Linked DNA regions of Bombyx mori: region 2 is linked to region 1. A link is a contact called in public Hi-C data. All regions are on one chromosome and are shown on one strand. Each heading gives the region's core, a stretch centred on a gene start, on an enhancer-like site or on the middle of the called end of the contact. The rest is flanking DNA. Distances are from core to core; before and after follow the strand shown. Region 1 overlaps LOC101741678 (A disintegrin and metalloproteinase with thrombospondin motifs 7). Region 2 overlaps LOC101741678 (A disintegrin and metalloproteinase with thrombospondin motifs 7).

What was found. A called contact is a pair of places that touch in the nucleus more often than the background predicts.
Region 2: a Hi-C map of middle silk gland shows a contact between it and region 1, with 1.6 times the contacts expected there. The contact joins two enhancer-like sites. A contact is called at or near these places in 2 of 7 Hi-C or Micro-C datasets (middle silk gland and whole pupa).

The regions. Positions count from the first base shown.
Region 1 is chr21:8,486,533-8,493,565 of ASM3026992v2, reverse strand. It overlaps LOC101741678 (A disintegrin and metalloproteinase with thrombospondin motifs 7), which reads left to right. Exons shown (of 20, transcript XM_038018510.2): 8 at 4,703-4,816. Among protein-coding and RNA genes, the nearest start is that of LOC101737826, 26 kb to the right of the region's middle. Within about 2 kb of position 4,770, at least 5 of the 8 cell types and tissues checked have open chromatin away from gene starts, as enhancers often do.
Region 2 is chr21:8,530,995-8,537,900 of ASM3026992v2, reverse strand. LOC101741678 (A disintegrin and metalloproteinase with thrombospondin motifs 7) reads left to right here. Exons shown (of 20, transcript XM_038018510.2): 2 at 1,237-1,623. The coding sequence starts at 1,428. Among protein-coding and RNA genes, the nearest start is that of LOC101741678, 39 kb to the left of the region's middle. Within about 2 kb of position 4,255, at least 4 of the 8 cell types and tissues checked have open chromatin away from gene starts, as enhancers often do.

The sequences.
Region 1 (7,033 bases), core at 3,521-6,020:
AATGTTTGTAATGTAATATTTGTAAACGTTTGTACGTAAGTGACATGCGAAAACGAAACTATCTCCACTTCGTGTCACCAAAGATAGACAGTGATTATGATTATCAACAAAATGTTCATTTCCGGAATGTCATATTCAACGTATATTTGCACGAAAAAAATAATAATATTAAAAAATGTTCACATGCAGTCTGAATAAAATTTATTTTAATATTATTTTTATTGCCTTTGTAGGCAGACGAGCATACGGCCCACCTGATGGTAAGTGGTTACCGTCGCTCATGGAAATCAGCAATGCTAGGTGCAGGGCCAAGCCGCTGCCTACCATTAAGTACTCTCCGCAAGCCACGTTTGAAGAAAGACATGTCATAGCGCTCGGGATACACCGTGGAGTTCATTCCAAAGCCGGATGGTGCGTGGCAGAATCGATCTTTGGAAATGCACTGTCGATGAACGCAGCGGTTCTAGATAATATGGATGAATACTGCTCCGACGGCGGGAATTTTTTTGGAATGAATACTATTTATCCGTTAGAATCACTAATTTACGTTTCATCTACGCACCATATTTTTTACGGACGCGTCATTTTTGCCAAAAAGCAAATTTTTCCTAAAAAGTATTCTTCTATATCGTTCCCTCACTACTGAGGATCGCAACCACATGTGCCGTTCTTCCACTGTGTTCGATCATGGGTGGCATAGACCGCATGGCACAGACTACCACCAAGTGCTTCCCTTACTAGGTCTAACCATCTGGCTGGTGTTCTGCCCACGGCGCGCTTGCATTCTATGCGACCCGTAATTGTGAACTTCTCTAATTCATGTCTGGGAGACCGCATGATGTGTCCGAAGAAGCTCATAACACGTTCCCGGCACATGGAAGAGAGCCTTTTTCGGATGTTTAGCTGCCTTAGAATGGACTCGTTTGTTCTCATGACACTAAACATACACACATAAAAAGTATTAACGAGTAATATTAGACCGACCGAAAAGATTTTTTATAGGCCTTAAGCCTTGTTCGGACTAGGCAAGTATTTTAGTCGAGTACCGAGTAATTTAGTAGCTAAATGTGTCTGAGCACCAAAAATTTAGTCGAGTAGGCTAGTAGATAATTTAATCAAGTCAATCCATTTTGTTCTATTTTTTCGGGCGAGTAGCGAGTAGTTTAGCCACTAAATTACTCGGTACTCGACTAAAATACTCGCCTAGTCCGAACAAGGCATTAGTGTTACTGACTTCTAAAAGCGAATCACCTACTATAGGTTGTGTTTAAATGTTGACAATAATTTATTTTTTTCGATTAAATAAATCCAGTGTGCAATTGATCAGTCGTTAACGTTTACTATCTCTAAATACCTTAACATTATATTGTAACATATTAATTAATAGCAGCGAGCTTTGAGTCTTTGTAAATAAAAGTCTCGAATTTCTCTCGATCGTGTACTCCAATGTTTTTGTTTACTTTTACAAACTGGAACACGGCGTAATATTTGATGTATTTCAATGTTAAACGACTCGGTAACAATGTAATAGTCTAATTTTAACATCGTAACTACGTACGTCTCGAACTGAGTACATTAACGCTGCGTATATTAGACGAAATAAAACTTAATATTTCCCGTGTAATACAAAAGTGTTATCGTTGTTATTGTTTCATTACAACGTCTGTCTGGTGTAGTGGTAAGTGACATGGTCACTACACAAGGGGGTCGCGGGTTCGAATCTCGCCGAGGGAAGATATTTTTGTATGATAAATATAAAATGTCTTTGCCAGGGTCATGGCTGTATATTAAATATACATATGTATGTGTGTAATAAAAATCTTACATTTATTTCCGTTTTCTGGTACCTATAACACAAGCTCTTCAGGAACTTAGCACGGGACCAGTAGATAACGTGGCGTGATTTTTAGTAAAAAAAAAAAAAAAACGCAGTATGTTTTGGTCGTATGAACTTGACATTATGGTGGTTTAGAATATCATTAATGCACATCTTACGGTGGGAGTCGAAAAGACGATAAGGGATTTACGACAAAACAGACAACAGCGTCCTCTGAATATTATAAAAAGTATTATTATTAATATAAATACAGTATAAGTAAATATAGTATAAATATTATTAGGGTATTTTATTAGGCCATGCGATTCCCACCATCTTGCCTATTTCTGCCGCAAAGCAACTATTCCTTTCGATTTAAGGGATGGTACTACTACTTTGTAGCAGAATCTCAAGGTTAGTGGCGGCATTCAACTGGTGATATCTTTGTTGGCCGTTGACTAGATTAAGTCCGGTAATAATATTTTAATAAAAAAAATTGATCTCAAAGGTTCGTCATTATCAGCCCATAGACATAGATGCCCCTGAGATCCGCCACAACGACCAGTCGACATCCCGCATTCTGCATCCATTAGCAACCCGCATTCAGCGTATTCCACCGACCTTAATCGTTTTCCTTTGATATCTCTTGAAACAACAGGGAATGAACCGCATGAACGATGCATACAACCTGGATTCCTTGGACAGGACCCCTATGCCTGTCGCAATTGTGATTTCATTTGCAACATACACTATATTTGATTGAAAATTTTGTTTTATCATTGATGGCGCCTTATAAATGTCGTACCAATAAAAATAGCTCAGAGCATTTATCATTTAACGTTTACCATATAAAATTGAAATTAAATTCTTAATATGCATTTGTAAATTTTTAGAATTCTATTTCCTCATGTTCTATCTCTATTAAATTACCCAAAAATAAAATTTCTTAGTATAGATCTTAAATAAAGGTACCCACTCACAAAACAGGTTTATTTATTCTTACTTACTAAAACCGTTTCCATGAAATCATGTGATTAATTAAATTACTTTATCAGAAAATCCGTTAAACATACTCAAATGAGAATGTTTTTCCTGTACCTATTTAATGAGTTCATAAATTAAAATATTATTATTTAAATATTTGTTCGTATGTTTAGATGTCTGTTACATAAACGCGCAAAAAACAGTGAATAAATTTGGCACAGAGATAGCTTACAGCCTGAATGTGTTACAACATTCTGATAACAACGCCAGACTATGTCGGGAATATCGGTTAGAATAAATACGACCCAGTGTTTTCTTGTTCGTGATTTTACATACCAATGACCTATATACAATCCGACTAGTAGTTTATGGATTAGAGAGAGTGACAAGTAACTCTGTATCCCGGGGAAATGCTACGAGTTTCATTCTCTTTTAGTTGCTTAATTCGGATGACTCCATGGGGCTCGTCTAATCTATATATTAATACGTGAAGCAAAAACTTTGTATCCCTTTTTACGAAAATTGCGCGGACGGAGGAGTATGAAATTTTCCACACTTATAGAGAATATAGAGAAGAAGTGCACAGTGCTAATATTTTTTTAAACTAATGCATAAAAGATACATTAAATCAATAAAGAAAACATTACACACACTACATACCATGTATTAGACGCACACACGCATGCAAACTATTTATTGTCAAACTTTTGTTCTTGACGTCTGTTGTCAAATTGAGAATAGAATATGGTTTGTCTTTGTTAATATTTTTTATAGTGTAGTCTTGGCGAAATTAACAAATATAAAATACAATAATAGTGTACAAACTTACAATTCCAATTAATTATAGTCGAATTTCGACTACTGCGGGACCTCTAGTTTGAATTAATACTTAAAACCGTAAAAAATAGAAATGTTTTGGACATGTACTCTTTTGATCAGATCGTTGATGTAGTGATTAGTAAGCCTGATCGATATACCAATGGGTTCAAAATCGAATCCGGAATCTATGTAAATTATTTTTGGTTATCTTTTTTTTTTTTTTTTTTTATTGCTTAGGTAGGTGGACGAGCTCACAGCCCACCTGGTGTTAAGTGGTTACTGGAACCCATAGACATCCACGACGTAAATGCGCCACCCACCTTGAGATATAAGTTCTAAGGTCTCAAGTATAGTTACAACGGCTGCCCCACCCTTCAAACCGAAACGCATTACTGCTTCACGGCAGAAATAGTCACGGCGGTGGTACCTACCCGCGCGGACTCACAAGAGGTCCTACCACCAGTAAAAATCTTCTAGGTGTATCTTCTGGGTGTATGTAGACAATACATGTCTGGGGCATATTTATACATGTTATTATATTTATTATTAATCCCATAGAACCAATAAAAATAGAATAAAATAGGAAAAATCAAATCAATAATATAAATTTACCTGTTATATTATTTAAGCAGAACATAATATTAAAATCCTATTTTTTTTGTTAACGAAGTATATTTATTGCGAACGTTACAATGACTTGCTTCAAATAAATAAGAAGGAATTAATCATATTATGTATATAATAATTTTCTATAAAACATTTTATTTGCCTTTGTAAGCAGGCAAGCATACGGCCTTATGCCTTATGGTGGGTGGTTTCTGTCGCTCTTGGACGTCAGCAATGCCAAGGGCAGAGATAAGCCGTGACCTATCGTTATTATGATGAATGACCTCAAGATGGATTGTATCCCATCGAGAGTCTTATTTAAAGAAGCGGAAAATAGGCAAATCAGATAAACAGTAAGCCGAATATTACCATAAAACCTGTACCGATAAGAGCGCTGCATTTCCAATACTTGATTTTTTACGCTACTAAATTTGGATGTACTAATTAAAAACTTATGATAATTTCTTATTCACACAGTACTTTGGGTGTAGCACACGTAGCGGGTATGTGCAAGCCGGACCGCAGCTGTTCTGTGAACGAAGACAACGGAATAATGCTCGCTCACACAATTACACACGAGCTGGGACACAAGTAAGTACAGTACACCTTCCATTCAAGTTCGCGTCAATTAAACATACCGTATTCATAGTATTTATTTCGGCTTTTGCAAGTAATAAACTCAATAAAACTACTTTATCGTATTAATCTTGCGTTTTTTTTTTATTGTAACTCATATATTCGCTTAGTTACGAAGGGCTGAATATTGCAGTATTCGGTATACTAGTATACTATTTAGTATTCAGTACACAGTATACTATATTGTATGCATACAGTATATACAGTATTCGAAGCGTCGAAGCTAATGTAATGACAATAAAAACGCGAGATTAAACCGCAAAAAAGTTTTAATGATATCCGACACGTATCATTGCTAATCGTGTGATCACCTAAAACTATTTGATAAAAATATATTTAGCGATTTCATATGAGAAAACCTCGTCAGAATATTGACTTTAACAATTCCTTTTTTTTGAGTGATTGACTAACATGATTTAATAAAATAAACCATTATTTTCATTTAATAAATTTAATTACAGGTCCCTGTAAAAATATATATATTTAAACGGCCTATCAAAATACATATTTCTGTAAAACTTAATTAGTATGAAATCGAAGATCAATTTGAGGTTTTCCTGTTGTTTAGAATTCAACATTCGTAGATTTTTTTTTCAATGTTTTTTTACTTCTAATTTCAAAACTAAATATTTCCTGAATCGTCTCGTTATACTGATCGTAGGGCGCATTGTAAGCGTATACGGATTGGTATCATCATCTAATATGAATATAAAATAAAAACATGTTTACATAGAATAAAAAACAAGGTTTAATTAGCTAATATACTGCATTTTTGGTGCCGCGGTAAATGCATAGCCCGTCTGCTAACTACTTTCCCGTAAATTTCGAAGTGCATGAACCATGAACACAATTAAACGACAAGTACAATGTGTATACCAACCAGTCTTCGCCCAGTGTTCAAAATTCCATAATAACCGTAATTTCAAGATTTAGATCGATTTTATGCATTACACTATCAAAATTTAATAGAAACAATAATTAAATAAATGTAGTTGAAAAAAATTTAATAGCTAACCGAATTTAATAATTATTATTTTAATGCACCTTTTTTTATTAGATCCAAGTAATATGATTATTAAATTAAATGTCGTCCTTGATACGTTTGCAAATTTTCAAGTCAAACCGACGTCTTGAAGTTGATGAAGATTATTATATTGAAATAATGCATGACATAGATATTTAGGACAGTTTAAACTAATAAAACGTGTTCAATTAATAATAAATCTGTTCAAATTTAATAAATGACCATTACAATTTTCAACCGAAAGGATAAAATTATTGTATCGGTCCTTGATACGTGTCGAAATTATAAAGTTAATCGGATGTCTTGCCGTATAAAAATTAAGTTGACAGATTACACGGCATAGATTACATATATACAGGTCAAACTTAGAAGAATGTGTTTTTTTTTTCTCTTAGATGGATGGACGAGCTCACAGCCCACCTGATGTTAAGTGGTTACTGGAACCCATAGACATCTACAACGTAAATGCGCCACCCATCTTGAGATATAAGTTCTAAGGTCTCAGTATAATTACAACGGCTACCCCACCCTTCAAACCGAAATGCATTACTGTTTCACGGCGGAAATAGGCGGGGTGGTGGTACCTACCCGTGCGGACTCCCAAGAGGTCCTACCACCAGTGATTACGCAAATTATAATTGTGTGGGTTTGATTTTTATTACACGATGTTATTCCTTCACCGTGGAAGACAATGTGTTAAATAATACCTAATAAATCTGTTCAAATTTGTAAATCGAATATTGGTTTCCTTTTTAGTTACGGCATTAGTTCATCCCGTTTCAATTTCCGAAACGATTTCTTTACGTCTACAATCACTGTCTACAATCCAGTATGTATACAAGCCGCGTTACATAACTTTCAAGTGGACCAACTCATAATATTTCATAACGTATTAAGATCGTACGTTATAAATAGCGAATGTTTTGACTTCTGTAAATTCGCAATAGACGATATCTATTCAATGTTTTATAAACCCATAAAGTATTTAATGTACGATAAGATAACAGAAATGATTTAAACCACAAGGATGATTTATGAGTAGAATTCTGAGATATCCGTTTGTGTAGAAAATTACACAACTCAACGTTAATACGAACCATAAAAGATAATAAAGTTTATTAAAATAAACTGTTATGCTATTTTTAAAA
Region 2 (6,906 bases), core at 3,006-5,505, 45 kb before region 1:
TCTATTTCGTAATTTAATCTGAGACTTCGAACTTTAATAGCTTACATGTTGATCCGGGAATAGAAAATTCAATATTTATTATTTTACACGGCTATATTTATAGAAATAATGTAATTAATAAAAAAATTGTAATTAATTGAATAGTACTATTTTTATTTAATGTCACAACATAATTTGTTAAATATGATTAATAATTCATAATAATTCATTCGCAGCGATCTAAAACACAATAAAATATGAAATACACGATAATGTTTGAGAGGGCTTTAGAGATAATACGTATCTAATTATGAATAGTTATGTAACCCATGGTTCTGCGGAGATATTATAGTGATAGCAATCTGAGACAACGGTCGTGTACATCGTACACTATAATATTATATTAGGTTTGAGATCATTGAACGGATTTCGTGAAAATTTAATTCTTTCTAATTTAGTTCTTTACATATTTCATAACAACGCAATATTTTCTTGTTGGTGGTGAGTAATTTTTATTAATTATGTTTTAGATTTCATAATTAAATAGTTTAAATCTTTTTTTTTAATGCGTAAGAAACTTTAAAAAAGTTTGTAATAACACTTTTAATATTCGGTGTGAGTTTGTGTACTGCACAACGCAGTCCTGGTTTTATTTTCTGAGGCAGTCAGATTTCTCGAGAAAAATATTTGATTTTCAGAATCTGATTCTTTTTCTGACATTCTTAAATGTTGACAAAATGCATGCGAACGCTAAAGATCTGAATAAATTGATAGTTAGGTGTGTGATAAATAACAATAATTAATAAATATTTTTACATTCGTATTTTTAGTATAAAATGTTTTAATTCAATTGTATGTTACATAAAATACAACATAATTCTATGATACAAATAAACATACACAGACCTAGTAGTCTACAGAATAAGAATTAAAATAAAAACGTGATATAAAAACAGCAATAAACCGAATATATAAAATCCAAACATTTTACGAACAACAAAATGAATATCTTCGAGTGATTACCATAAACGGCTTATGATTGTGTGAGAACTAGTTATTTTGAAATAAATTATTTCACAGCTGAGTTATCAGATGTGTTTTTTTTTAATTCAGTCAGTCATTCATATGTTAAATGGCCCTGCGGACAACCTTCGATATGAAATTAATTGAGACTAATTGATGTAGTGTGATATGATTTGACGTGACGTTTTTGTTTTGATTTTTATTTTTTGTTAAATGCTATTTATATCTTTACAGGTAGTCAATAATGACAGCAGACCAGAGTAGAAGAAGAATAACGTTCTCTTTATCAATATCCAACTACAAGCATAAAGCGTCCTAAATGTCATTGTATTTAATGACATTTTTAGTGAACACGAATCAGTAGTGCCGTGGTTATGTTAGGACACTGAACTCAGTAAGATTAAAGTTTCAATCGAGAGACAGCGATGCGCGCGAGTGAATCTCGGGTGCTCAACAAGATGGAAGTGCGGTGTTCATTGTTCAAACTCTTGCTTTTCCAAATGCTGGTAGCGTGGTGCGACGCGAAGCACGTCTGGACTGATGACATGACGAGAGTGGAGCTTGGTTCCGACGACGTTAACCGAGAAGTCCAGGATAGCATAGATACATTTATGCACACTGGTGAGTTTTTTTTATTTTTTTATTGCTTAGATGGGTGGACGAGCTCATAGCCCACCTGGTGTTAAGTGGTTACTGGAGCCCATAGACATCGACAACGTAAATGCGCCACTCACCTTGAGATATAAGTTCTAAGATCTCAAGTATAGTTACAACGGCTGCCCCACCCTTCAGACCGAAACGCATTACTGCTTCACGACAAAAATAGGCAGCGTGGTGGTACCTACCCGCGCGGCCTCACAAGAGGTCCTACCAGTAATATTAATGACAATATTTATTTTTTAACGGCATATTTTGTGGAAGTCTGATAGTAATATAATTGTTTATTTTCAAACGTTCAAGGTGGGATCAAATTAAGGAAAATATTCAACAATCATATGAGAAAAAAACAGTGTTTCTTTTTGTTGAATAAAATAACTAAAAAATAATCGTTTTTGTGACAGTAGAACTACAACCAAGTATGCTGTGATGTAATTGTTACGATGGACGTTGAGTACAAATTTAAATGAATTAATGTGGAATTTATGCGTAGAGCAACGTTTCAACAATTTTAATAAAATTGACATCTTCTTCATAGAAACGGACACCGTGTGAATAGAATTTGAGAAAATTAGCATTCGAGCCGAGGTAATTGTTAGTCTGCATGAATATCCGTAGTTTGTCAGGTAGTGTATTCTGTCGTTTATATTAATTCATCACGTGCCGATGGAATAATAAAAATTAAATTTTTCTACCCGAGAGAGATCATGTTACGAGAAAAAAATAAAAAAATCCAAATCTCGCGTCTGATCAAAGAGGAATTCAAAATTGATATCTCGTAAACAATTAGAAGTGACGGGTGACATGGGTTCGCAAACGTAAGGATTTTAAACAAGATGGATTTCTTCAGTTTTGCCTTCGTGTTCCCATGACGCCGGACCTTTTTGTGTTTGTCAAATAGTTTGAAACGTCTGTAATTGGATTAAGGCTTCCCGGTACCTACGTATACTTGGAATTGGAATATTTGGAATTTAATTTTAATTTTTACTTATTAAGGAGATTAGCGAATGTCCCAGATTTATAATAAAACTAACCGTACTCGCCCGCTTCGCTGGACATTTAAAAATAACATTATTATTTATTGTAATTATTATTAAGGACTGATGTTTCCCGAGCGCTATGACATGTCCTTCTTGAAACGAGGCTTGTGGAGAGTATTAAGCGGTAAGCAGCGGCTTGGTTCTGCCCCTGGCATTGCTGAAGTCCATGGGCGACGGTAACCACTTACCATCAGGTGGGCCGTATACTCGTCTGCCTACAAGGGCAATAAAAAAAAATTCATATAAATATTAGCCTATCCATTAAGTACATGTATTTTCTACATGGATACCAAGTTTCAAGTTAATCGGATGCATGGTTCAGTAGTTATAACCGAACATCCGTAAAAATCACTGTAGATTTATATATTAGTATAGATGACGCGCATTCGAGAATAAATAAATATGAATTCTGAAGTTAAATAAATGCTTGAATATCAACTTACTTACCACAAATACATTTTATGAATTGCAATGTAAGAAAATCTTTTTGTTTTATTATTGACACTTTTATTGATGATCAAATCGACTTTGAGTTTCTTTATGAATTCTATAATATTATGTTTCAATTTTTACGAACAAAGTTTATGGGCATACGGAACATCAAGCGTTTCTCAGATTTCGGATAAATTGTCGTTAAACGGTAAATTGGGAAATTGTATGCAACCTAAATAGTGTCATTGATTTCAAACTTCAATTTTCTGTTATTTTAATATTTAATCCCAAAACTCGAAAATTAACTGTGATTAATTGTTATTTAGTTCGAGTTCAAACTTTTCTTGAAGCATGAATTAGCAGAAAATCAACTCTTGAAATTGTATTTAATGCCAAATACAATGTAACTTAACTACATATAACACATTTACCAAAAACGACCGTTTTTATCAAACATTCTGTGCTATACAATATTCATTGACAGAAAATTGAGAACGTAGTTTTAATAACTAATTTCAAACCTCTGGCATAAGTATCATAATTATGCAAAAAATTACCCGAAGCTTCGACCCTTTGATTTTTTGTGTCACCCGCGCTTAACCACATTTAATTATCATTATAATATAAAAAAGTAATCAAAGTCATCTAGGAAAATCTGAAAAACGAATTGTGGACTTATAGTCACGGCGCCGGCGCGCGGCAGTTCAACATATTTCTGCATAATTAAAAACAAAAAAATATCTGAAGAACTATGTGTTACTAGAAAAATTCATTGAAGACATTTATCTCTATTTCAACATGTACGTATGTATACAAATAGTCAATAATAACTAAGTAACAATTTAAAAAACATTTTTTAATTATTCCGTTATTTCTCCGTTTTATAAAAGCAACTTTTCCAAAACAATCCGGCTTCAAAACAACAAGGAAAATTAACAAGCCATTTGATGAGAGCGCTATAAAAGATTTAATTAAAATATTACCGAATTTTTTTATCTCCATAAAAAAGTAAAGTATAACGATCTTGATTCGTTATCGTGTAAATTCAATATTTGTACGCGGAACCTTATCTTCGTAGTGCAGAAAAGGCGCGAATCCGTTGGTCGGGGTGACGTAGGTGGTGACGTAAAACTGTCACTTTACACACGATATTATGTGCATTGAGGCCACTCAGTCCTGAACGTTTCATAAAATCATGCACATTTTAAACGAAACATACCTTTACCATATTTTGTTAGTAAAATATGATTGGCGTTTTACGTCAGATAATAATTCAATCACACCAACACATGTATTTTCATTAAATCGATCTTCTTCGTCTTAAAGTTTCTGCAATAATTTGCACACTTAATAGAACTGCATGTAATTTATTTTGGGGAAATCAGATGTCTAATAAATACGATCTGAAGCCTTTTAATGTTACCTTTTTATTCGGGGCCTTTTTTTTCTTAGTGTAGTTATTAAATATCACCGTTTCTAAAGATAGACGAGCGAACGATCTTATCGTGAAAATTAAATGTATTTAGTCACAAAATAAATAGTTACGCAGCACGTATTTTTACAGGAAACTCGTAAAGAGTTTGTTCTTGTCACATCGCCGTATACACGTATAATGCCACAGTTTACATACTCTGATTATGCTCGAAAAATGATGTAATACCTACATCTATATTGTTGGCTCGATCTACTTTCGGGTGCCAATTTCATTTTCAATTTTTTTCACGTCACGTTGAGAAAAACGATCCATTGCGACCCTATTAATCTTAAATATTTACCAGAGGCCATCACACTTAAAAAAAGTTAAAAATTCTAAAAACCGATAGATATCGATAGACAGCGATAGAAATAGAAAGGACGGAGGAACACTAGTACAAAAATGCAAATGTACCATGTTTTTTTTAAATTTCAATGGTGATTTAACTATAAACAATTTACAAACATCTTCGAGATTATCCTGTAGCTAAATTGACTTGAAATAGGTTTAGGATCATTAAAATTGACCTTGACCAGTCTACGGACCCCAAAATAATGAATATGATTACTGCAATCCCAATATGGAGGCAATAACAAACGTAAATATCTCCAAACTGCTTGTGCTGTGGCATTCAGACGAAAAAACAATTAATTCTGTTAGATTACAGACACATTATAACCACGGGGGTTCTGTAACTGTCTAGGGACCGTTCTTTGTTCTTTGTAGTATAATGTAACTTACGTAAGACACTGGATGTGGCGCCCTATTGCGTTTCATTCCGATTTTATCACGCCTCACAGAAGTTTAAGTACTTCGATGAATATAAAGTGATTTTAAATCAGATAAAGATAATGGAATAAGTGCTCTTTCAAATCAATAGGTTCTACTAAATCGTTGTACAAAAAAGTGGGCTATGTTGGACAATTTTAGACAGTTTTGCTTTCCACCTACACGCGCACACGTGAGGCGCTAAGCAATTAGGTCGGTTTACAGAATGGCCAGGCGGTTTCGTGGTATTGTAACCGGTAATAACAAATAATTTATTTCATCTTCCAGTTATAAAAATAAACTTTAATCATTCGGCTACACAGCTCTTGAGTGCAGATTGCCATTTTCCCTATTCTTCTACTCCCACCGTGATTGTTTTGTCCACGATCACCCGGCTTCTCGGTCGAGAGCCTACTCGAAGCACGTCAAACGCTAACTCGTATTTCCAGGATACCCGCTGAGTCAGATCCTATGTGGGTCGGCGATATAACCTATCACCGGCAGCTCTATCGCAAGACGCACGTAGAGAGCAACTTACACGTCGTCTTCTTGGTCTCCAAAATGGCATATACTGAAGAGGACCTGAAATACTTGGGGGGTCAAAATTTTAATGAAACCCTTATCTCAGCTCTAGGCTCAACGACGACGGGCAGGTGTGGATAGATAAGACCATTCTTGCTCATGCACCGCCACTTGCTTCTACGGGATGATGGACTCGCAAACATCGCCCGCCACGTCTTATCACTGTAGAGCATTGCAAACATAAAGCTTATAATATTTAATATTTACGCCGATAAATATTACATGTGAATGCTAACATTAAAACAAATGAAACTTGAAGTTTCAGTTGTATCCAAGTAACGGCTATTCACTGGAACGTGTGAATGCTTTGCAACAAGAATAGCCAGACCGACGATACTTGCTTGTGCCGGCGTACATCACGTCCTACCATCAATTTATCTCTAAATAGTATAAAGCAAAGTCGTATTTTGTTTTTCACTTCGGGTAAACTATGCAGCCGATTTCGATACGGTTTCCACGAATAGAAAGAGCGAAAGCCGATGAGGGTTAGTGTAAATAAATTGGTCAATAATTTGGACAAAATGGCGAAATCATGACGGTGTTATATTAATAAAACTATTTAGTTGTGTTTATATCGCTAATGTTGTCTGAATCTTAACAAAAATTGTTATCCATGCAAGTGAAGCTGTAAGCCTAAAGCTAGTGATCTATAAATTGTATAAATCCGAAAATTCACAGATCGGTAACTGCTTATTTCAACATAATTTATTCCTGTGTGAACAGGGTATAATTTATGAAACTTCTTATTTGAAATTTACAGTAAGTACACTGCGTAATGCAAGGTGTAGTCGAATAAGGTAACTAGATCGGACAATAACATTTTTTACCATGTTAGAATACGTTGTTGGACCAATATGGTTGGCAAGTACAAGTGGCATGTATAGAACTTGTGTGGCCTTAAATGCGATATCGTGTGTCTAGCGCCGTTTGGTCGCTGACGGAGCACGCAGA